Linked DNA regions of Zea mays: regions 2 and 3 are each linked to region 1. The links are chromatin contacts, called in public Hi-C maps. All regions are on one chromosome and are shown on one strand. The core of a region is the stretch at or near the end of the contact, and the rest is flanking DNA. Distances in the headings are between cores, read along the strand shown. Region 1 holds the start of LOC100279149 (alanine aminotransferase10). Region 2 holds the start of LOC124188254. Region 3 holds the start of LOC100285572 (calmodulin binding protein).

The links. Hi-C and Micro-C count contacts between places; a contact is called where the count stands out from the background.
Region 2: a Hi-C map of root tip shows a contact between it and region 1, with 2.1 times the contacts expected there. The contact joins the promoter of LOC124188254 here to the promoter of LOC100279149 in region 1. A contact is called at or near these places in 7 of 25 Hi-C or Micro-C datasets (bundle sheath, ear, endosperm and 2 more).
Region 3: a Hi-C map of leaf shows a contact between it and region 1, with 4 times the contacts expected there. The contact joins the promoter of LOC100285572 here to the promoter of LOC100279149 in region 1. A contact is called at or near these places in 4 of 25 Hi-C or Micro-C datasets (endosperm, leaf and tassel).

Annotation. Positions count from the first base shown.
Region 1 is chr2:218,310,886-218,313,813 of Zm-B73-REFERENCE-NAM-5.0, forward strand. LOC100279149 (alanine aminotransferase10) reads right to left here and starts at 1,395. Exons shown (of 14, transcript NM_001346063.1): 1 at 1,075-1,395; 2 at 698-748; 3 at 327-377; 4 at 149-214; 5 at 1-51. The coding sequence starts at 1,341.
Region 2 is chr2:218,445,034-218,447,939 of Zm-B73-REFERENCE-NAM-5.0, forward strand. LOC124188254 reads left to right here and starts at 1,615. Exons shown (of 2, transcript NM_001401381.1): 1 at 1,615-1,856; 2 at 2,146-2,906. The coding sequence starts at 2,149. It also overlaps the pseudogene LOC100382199 and the pseudogene LOC124188255.
Region 3 is chr2:218,504,740-218,507,934 of Zm-B73-REFERENCE-NAM-5.0, forward strand. It overlaps LOC100285572 (calmodulin binding protein), which reads left to right and starts at 1,894. Exons shown (of 1, transcript NM_001158463.2): 1 at 1,894-3,195. The coding sequence starts at 2,095. The coding sequence ends at 3,141.

The DNA of each region.
Region 1 (2,928 bases), core at 145-2,644:
ATGCGTTTCACTTTTGTCCAGGAGAGCTGGATTCTCACATAAAGATAGAACCTGAAAAAGGCAACACGAGCTAGTATATAGTAAGCAACCATGAACCGTTCCATCGGTTGTTGTTCCACAACCAAAACACCAAGGAACGCAGACTCACTTCTCTGAAGTAGGTAACTGGCTGTTGGCCAATGGAATGGGGATTTCCAATGTTACAGTAGAGTATCTGCCATTAAAATAAATAGGTGTAAGTGTAACATAAACTCCATTGACCATCGAAAGCAATAAGCGAAGAGAGATGCAGCTAGTAGCTAGCTCATGGGATCCAGAATACAAACCTCATCAAAAGGAAGCGATTCTGGATTTCTCTGCAGTTCTTGTTGCAATTTCTGCAACAAGGAAATCAAGATCATAACCGAGTCAAACAGAATCGTTTTAGAAACAATTCCCTCGTAGTCAACTCCTCTTTCAAATAATAAATGTAAGGTTGTATAATGTCAGCGTCAGCATATACAGACAGGATCGACTTCTAGCCTAACTCCTCTTTCAAATAATAAGAAGTAGTATGGGACAGGAGTTGATTTTTTTTTGAATTAAGAACGTGGGGTAGCGATAAATATCTCCATTCTCCAAGTTACTCGAGACGCAAAAAATTACTATCGATTATATTTCTTTTCGTTTTTTTTGGGGGGGTTTATATTTGACATACCTGAGCACGTGTGACAATCTCTCCCCGGACTGCAAATTGACACTTCAAGACCTGAAGGAACAAAAACAAATCACATCAATTGACAGAGGGTAATACAGTTAGTTTGCAGTCCATGGACACTGGACTCCCAACGATTACAGCACGAACGGAACAGGGCGACCCAACTAAAAAAGCAGCAGCACAGCACAGCACACTAGGCTATCTCTCCAGCAATTAGTGCAAAACAAGTACTCCTCCTAAGTGCAAACGGAACAGCGTTTTGCACGGACATGCATGCGCACGGTTTGCTGTCCACCAGACAGAGAGCATCCCAAACTAGCTAAACAGAGGAACCAAAGAAGAAGGGGAGGGAGGGGCCGGGGGCACAAAAGCGGCACCTTGGGGTTGATGGTGTCGAGCGACACTGGCGGCACCTTGGGGCTGATGGTGTCGAGCGACACCGGTGGTGGCACGCCCGCGACCGCCGTGGACATGGCGGCCCTCGCCATGGCGGCGGCAGCAACCGGCGCCGCCGCCCCGACTGGGGAGGTTGGATGGCGAGGCGCCGGAGCGTGACGCGACGGCGCTGCTGCTGCTCTGGAAGCTGCGCCGCGCAGGGACGCGGCCACCGCGCGGCGCGCCCTGTCGGCGGCGAAGCGGTGCATGGCGGCGGCAGCGTAGGAGCTAGCTTTGCAAAAACAAATTCTTTTACCAAAAAAAAAAGCAGATACGCTCGTTGAGGTAGCAGTACCCCGTAGGCTTTTTTTTATACTACCTGATCTGATGGTAGTAGATATACCGTGGCGTTTCACTACCATGCATGTGCATGCATGGCGCGGCGGTGACCATATCCCGGTCGTCGTGTCGTGTGTGCTGCGACCTGCGAGCCAGCCTGGCTGTGACGTACGTACGCTAGCTGCTGCTGCAGGTATCGAGTTGTTGTCTGGCCCAATCACCACGGTCCCGAGTCCCGACCCCTCCTGTTGTGCCTGTACGAAAATATCCACGGCAGCAATGGGTCCGCAGCTTGGACCGCCACTGGAGAGCAACCCTATTGAAGGCCTTGTTTGGTGGTTGGTACACACTACACACACCACACGTACGTCCTTAAAATGTCCTTGTCTGCCCAACCCAAAACGTTCAAGTTGTCAAGTTACTATTTATTAGCAATCAGGGTAGTTGGTCACAGCAGCGCTAACAGTTATAAGCCGCTGTGTGGTAGCTCAGCTTTTTAAAAAACCAGCATGGTTTACAAAAAAATACCATTGTTAGAAATACCACTGTATGTCTCTATAACATAAAGACTAGTACTTCCGTTAGTATGAGAATCCGTCCCAAGGCTTTTATTGATAGATTCATACAATGCTTGATGCACGCCATTTCAAAAGATCTCAAACGTGATACTAATTTGGGACGGAGTGAGCACTATGATTTTCCTCTACTGCACCCAAACCACACGCACAAACAGGCAACAGCAGACTACAATGCAGAATCTGAGTGCTACTGCGGCAAGCTAGTGAAGTGACTGTTCCTACCTACAGTGTTGCGCCAAGAAGTGCACAAGCCAGTACAACGTGACTTGTCCTTGCCGCTCTCCTAAATGGACGGACCCAATGTGTTTGCTCTTTTTTTTTAAAAAAAAAAAACTGTTCTGCTTCAGTCCACATGGCTGTTTGCATGCATGCACAACGTCGGGCCGCATGCATGCAGGAGGGACAGGAACAGGATCCGCTTGTCCTCTCCGCGCGACGGGGCTGGACTGGACTGGATGTGGATCTACCTCTACCTCCTCCAACTACGACCTTGGAGTAGAGGGTAGTGGGTAGGTAGGACGTAGGAACCGGATCAACCGGCAAAGGAAAGAGAATCGCGTGTGCCACAGTGCCACTCTTCCCAAATCCCAATGCACGTGACAGGGCAGCGGAGAGAGAAGGACGTACGGAGAGGGGAGAACAGGTAGTAGGTGCCTGCGCGGGAGTACGAGAGCGAGGCGTGGACGCACCGGTGCCACGAAAACTTTGTCCCGACCCCACTTGAGTATTCAAAACTCTAACCAAAAAGGAAAACCCAAAACCCTACAAACGCTGCAGTTGGAGGACCAAGCAAACGTCTTTAGCACTAAAATACTACATGTCTGTTTAGTTCGTGGCTAACTATGTCACACTTTATCTAATGTTAGTCGTCTGAATTTAAGAACTAACCTTAAACAGAAAAGTTAGACAAAGTGTAGTAAATTAGCCAGCGAACTAAAC
Region 2 (2,906 bases), core at 365-2,864, 130 kb after region 1:
TCTACAAGGGTTGATTCATTCTTCATCTAATAAAAAACGGCGCGACGGCGAGGGTCAGCGGCCAGCTTCTACAGAGGAACGGCGAGGACGGAGCCAGGCAACGGCGCGACGCACGTAGGACGCGAGACCTCCGCAAAGTTGGTCAATTCAACTGCAAAGTTGGTGTTCTCTGGCCCAAAGCCAAGGAAGGCGTTGGTGTACTTCTCATCAGGAACATCCCTTTTCCTCAGCAGTTTCATCCCAAAGCATTCTGTGTAGTACCTACCAGAATCATATTATGTCACATAAAAAAGCATAATCATAGCTGCAGGTGTTGCAAATGTCATTTACAATACAACAGCATACTTGATTGTGCGGTCCAGATCCCCAACACGGTAAACTGCATGGAGCATCCTCTTTTTGTCCTGTTTATGCCAGTCAACCACAACCTCAGCTGCCTTCGAGGCTTCACTATCGGTTGCCATCCCTGATTAAAGAGTTGCACATTTCATAAGAACAAGGGAGGAAAGTGATCTTAAATAAAACGAAGAACGAAAGCATCAGGCTTTCATATTGCTTGAAAACCCCTCTTTTTCTTTCAATAGAGGAATATACATCTCAATTACTCAAAGCTTTTCTCTGAAAAGCAGAAGATTATCAGAAATATCACGCTTTCCGATACACTAAAGGATCCGTGCTCAAATGACAGAACACGAGGTGAATGGACCTCCTTTTTTTCACGGTCCATTTTTCATCCGAATGCCAACCTACATCTAAATCTTTTTTTTTATACTGAAAAGGACAGCAGCACGGGTTGCAGCTCAACCAAATCAAACACACAAAGATGCAAGGCTCCGCCTTGGAGAACTTTGAGGATGCATTAGTCATCTATCTGACGGACACACAGCAAAATGAACGAAGATGGAAGTCCTAACAAGATAGGAACCCAAATCTAGGGGCACGGCCAGCCATCTAGGTGACCACGCGGGGGGCGGCCAGACGGCCAAGCGGAGGCGGGCGGGGGTCAGCGGCCAGCTTCTACAGAGGAACGGCGAGGACGGAGCCAGGCAACGGCGCGACGCACGCAGGACGCGAGACCTCCGCCTCGTCGACCGCTTGTTCGGAGCTAGGCGAAGTCGAGCTCCTGTCTTGTTCATTGGAAGCTTTATTTAAGAGTGTTTTCCAATGAGCTCGTGTTCCTTGGCCACCACGGCCGCGATGAGGCGGGGCCGGAGGGAGACGGGGCGAGCAAGTCGCGGCGGCAGCGAGGACTGAAGGCCGAGATCTGGGGCAGGGCAAGGGAGAGGGCGAGGTGCGACGGGAGAGGTAGGGAGGAACCACTCACAACTCGATTGCATAAAAAACTCGGGTCCGGAAGCTGGTTCCTGTCTGACGACGCCGTACTCAAGCCACACGTCGTTCGAGCTGTGGCGGACTGCCCGTGAAGCGCGGGGAGAAGCTCAAACTCCACCGGGTTTTAATAAAAGGTAATAAATAGAAATATTATAGTGTTTCGACTTTGGACCAGCGATAACAAAAGTGAACGGGTCGGTGGGCCTTCTCTCGTAGACCTGTTGCCGGTTGAGCCGACTTCAGAAACGGTTCAACCGGTCCCAGTCCATCAGCTGTCCGAGGGATAAACCCCACTCTATTCTTCTCTCTTCTCTCACTTATTCCTCTCCTCCTCAGGTTCAAAAAAGACAGCATCTCCTCACCTCTCCTCTCTGCTCCAAAGAAATCACTTCCTCGTTCTAGATCCCGCGGAGTTCAGTTTGAGGGGCAAGGGTTGTTGGATTTGGATCTCTCTCATCACGTGCCCCTCCCTCCCCTTTCTCAAGTTTCAAATCTTCATTTGCACGGGAACTTCTCTTCTCAAGGTATTTTACCTTTTGTATCCTCGATCTACTTTTTAAGGCATTTAAGTCGAATCCCTTTGGAGCCAAGGCTCACACTGCAACATGGAACAAGTGCTCAAAAGAATTCGAAGTTTTGGATGGATAGTTTGAGAGAGAGAGAGAGAAAAAAATCTCTCGTGGCGGCTTTTGACTGTGCAACGGCGGCTGAACCGCCCCCACACAGTTTAGCCCCACTCTCGATCCTATTCTTGACTAGTTTCTTTTCTCAATCAATCTAGGCTCACCCCCTTTGTGTTTATCCTTCTCTTAGAAGATGGTCCGCAGAAGAAATCCGTCCATTATTGAGGGAAGCGAAGGTGAAATGGACAATCAAATCGAAAGTGAAGAAGAAATTCATGAGAAACGTCCTCGCCTCTTTCAAACCGGTCCAGTCAACAGGCAGGCTCAAGGTGACAGTGAGAGCAGCGCTCGGCCCCAAACTGTTCACGCAACAAGAGGTGAGAGATTTCCCTCTCTTCGGCGAAAATTCGCAGGGCAATGCCCTCGCCGTGTGGCAGATCCAAATGCGGATGAACCAGCTAGTGATGATGATGGTAAAAAAGATGATGTTGTAGCACTTCCTCCGGATGATGCTCCTCTCATTAGGGATCTTGTGCTACACAGGGCCAAAGCCCGTCGTAATCCAAATGAACCTCAAATGGATTACAGTGCGGGCAGCAACAGTTTGCTTCAATACATAAGGTATGAAAATCCAATGAAGTGGGCAAGAGATAATCGAATTGACGGTCACAGATTTTGGAATCTCTTTCATGTGGACTTCTACAACTCAGTAATCATGACTAAGAAGCACCAACCTATCATCAAACAAAGATCTATAAATTGGGCTGAATGTGAGCAGATGAGAGATAAGGAAATGACTAGAGCTCTGCGAGCATGTGAGGCTAAAGGAATGAAGAACATCATGCTTTTCTCTTATGATTGGAACGACGAAGTGATAGCCCAATTTTACTCAACTCTATGGGTGAAGCTGAGCAGTGATGATTTGGGTGCCTATGCCTATCCATACATGAA
Region 3 (3,195 bases), core at 644-3,143, 190 kb after region 1:
TAACAAACATCCATCAGATAATATCTCACTATACACAAACAAATAAACTCAGAAAAACATTTACTATAACACAATAAAGACAATGTATGGAATGCCAATAATATATATATATATATATATATATATATATATATATATATAATGTGGATAATTCGCTTCTCCTATGCAATTCCTGAGTGACATTCGCACTATCTGTGGCAAGAGCTATAACCTATTTATATATATTGCGCTGAACTGTATAATCTCGATGCCATATGTCCCAACGTTAACCCTAGGATCCAAATGATGATCGTGAAATTTTAATAAAAAGCTAAAATATAAAACGGGCGGCAGGGCGCCAATCATTCAACGCATTCTAGAACGAAAGGCGTATTTTGAATTTTCTACACGACAGGGACATCCGCATCCGGCCGGCCTTCCGGCTTCCGCTGATCGCTGTCACGGTAAATCCACCCAGTCTCATCTCGTCAGTCGCTCGCCCAATGCCAATAAAAAAAAAACTCAGCCGGTTCCTCGTGGATCAATCGACCACGTGATTGTATATACTCAGTTGCTCTCGCCGTTGTATGTTTCGATCTCAGCTCGTCGCGTCGACGATGCAGTAGTACGTCTTCGTTGTTCAATCGTCGTCGTCTCTCAACGAAGCTAGCACGTACGACCTGATGTCTGAGGCGAGAGGAACAACGGTCGCCTCGTGTGTGTTTGGAACATTATGAGTTTTTTTCATCTACTTCCCGGCCGGTGAGAAGTAAATCAAATTATACCTTGCTAAATTAATGTGATGAAATTCTTAATCAAACTTTACATGTCCAGGCAGTTTTATGATTTTTCGCCATCCCATTGCTTGACGCGTAGCGCCAGAAATTCTCAGAGTTTCTATGCCCTTTTTTACACAACTCCTAAAACAACTTCAGAGCTGGTCGGGGGTGCGTTCATTTGTCAAAATAGTTAAAAAAATAAACGGGTTATTTTTAGTCTCTCTATTTTATTTTATTTTAGTCTCTATCTGTTATTATCTATCGTGACAGTAGGGCCCTTACACATCAGTTAACAACCAGCCACAAACCTTTGTATTAGTCGACTCGACACCAGGGTCTGGGCACCTAGGCAAAGGTGTTGCTTCCCCTTGGTCCACATAAAGATCAAGTGCCCTTTTGCAAGATGGTTCTTCACCACACCGCCACAATGAACTACTCACAATTATCTGCAAGCTTGAATGGATCACCAACAAACTCTCCGAATGATCACAACACTCAAAACTCTAGGTTTTGAGAGTCAAATCCTTCTTCTTGTTTGAAGAAGAGTCTCTTAAGCATACATCTCATAATTGTTGACCTTTTCCTCATGATTTGAGTTGGTTTAAAACAATGAGTCTCATACTGTGACATCGAACTTCGAACTTCGGATCCATTTTTAGATATAGTTTTGTGAAAAGTTTGTTTATAGAAAAGTTTCTAAAAAACAAAAATGTAAAAATTTCACTGCAGAGCATCTCACCGTGCGTGCCATCTGCCATACAAAACCTATCGTCTTGGCGTCCCCCACGGTTGCCAGTCGCAGTGCCTGTTTGGTTTGTGGCTAAATGTGCCACACTTTGCCTAAGATTATTTGTTCGAATTGAATAACTAACCTTAGACAGAAAAGTTAGGCAAAATGTGACAACTGAGGTAGTGAACCAAACATGCCTGCAGTCCTCCTCTAGCTAGTCTGCAAGCGCGGCCGCATGGATGAAACAAAGTTGACAAACTAATAATCTGCTCATATATAGTATCAAGTAGTGCTTTATATTATTAGTATTAAACTAAACCAAGTTGTGTATACGACCACATGCATGGTTGATGTCTTAATTGGAGACGGCTTTTAACGTCTCCATCTCTCTATCTCTCTCTCGAGCTTCCTTCTGCCTTCCTCGGTTGGAGTATGAGGAATACCTTTCTCTCTCTCTACCAGTATAGTACTCCCAGCCAAAAACTTGACTCTACAAAAACGAAATCCCAAGGCCTTTTAAAGGAGCAAGCAAGCAAGCAAAGACGACATAGGATAGGAGGTGGTAAAGAGAGAGAGAGAGCCAGAAGCGAACGAGGAGGATTCGAGATGGAGGTGGTGGTGCCTGTCATGGCGCCAAGTGCGCCGTGCAGCCCAAGAACCGCGGCCATCGCCGGCGACCACCTCCCGGCCTACTGCTACTTCTACTCCAGCGCGCCGACGAGCCCGTCCAGGGCGAGCTGCGCGGGGGGCGCCGCCACCGCCACGACCACGACGCCGGGCTCGGGCGACGAGGCCACGTTCGACTTCACGCTCGGCTTCAGCGGGCAGCTGCAGGAGGCCACGCCGACCCTCGCGGCCGCCGACGAGCTCTTCGAGGGCGGCAGGATCCGGCCGCTGAACACGCCGCACCCGAGCATCCCGCTGGCCGACGACGCCTCGAGCTCCTCCTATTCCGGTGGCCCTCGGTGGTCCCCGAGAAGAGCCGGCGGCGCGGATCGTCGGGCGGAGGCACCGTTGGAGAGAGGCAGGTCGGGCTACAGACCCGCCGCCTCGACGGCGGCGGCGGCGGCGGCGGCCTCGTCGAGGAGTAGGAGGGCCACGAGGTCTCTGTCCCCGTTCAGGGTCAGGGGCGGCGGCGGCGGAGGAGGAGGCGTGGACGACGACGAGGAGTCCCCTCCGTCTCCCCGAACCTCCATGATGCGGGGCTGCGGCAGCGGCAGCAAGAAGTGGCGGCTCAAGGACCTGTTCCTGTTCCGCAGCGCGTCGGAGGGCCGCGCCACCACCGGCGGCGGCAGCAAGGACCCGCTGTTCAAGTACACCATGCTGTCGTCGTCGTCCCAGCAGACGCTGCGGACCGGCGGCGACGGCAGCGCGTCCATGCGCAAGGGGAGAGGCTCCGCGGCGTCGGCCAGCGACATGCCGATGCCGTACGCCGTGCCCCGGGGGGCGGCGGCGGCCGAGGACGCGCGGCGCCGGACGACGGCCACCACGCCGCTGCCGTTCCACCGCAACAGCCTCTTCGGCTACCTGCGCTCCAACCCGGCGATCCACAGCATCAGCCGGAAGCTCGGGGGCGGCGGCGGCGGCAGCAGCAGCAGCCATCCCGTACCACCCGCCGCCTCCAACTCCAGTAGTCGTGGCAGGCCGACATGATCCGTCCGCATACCGCAAGCAGTCCCGAAACCTTGACGGCGATGCAGCTCGACG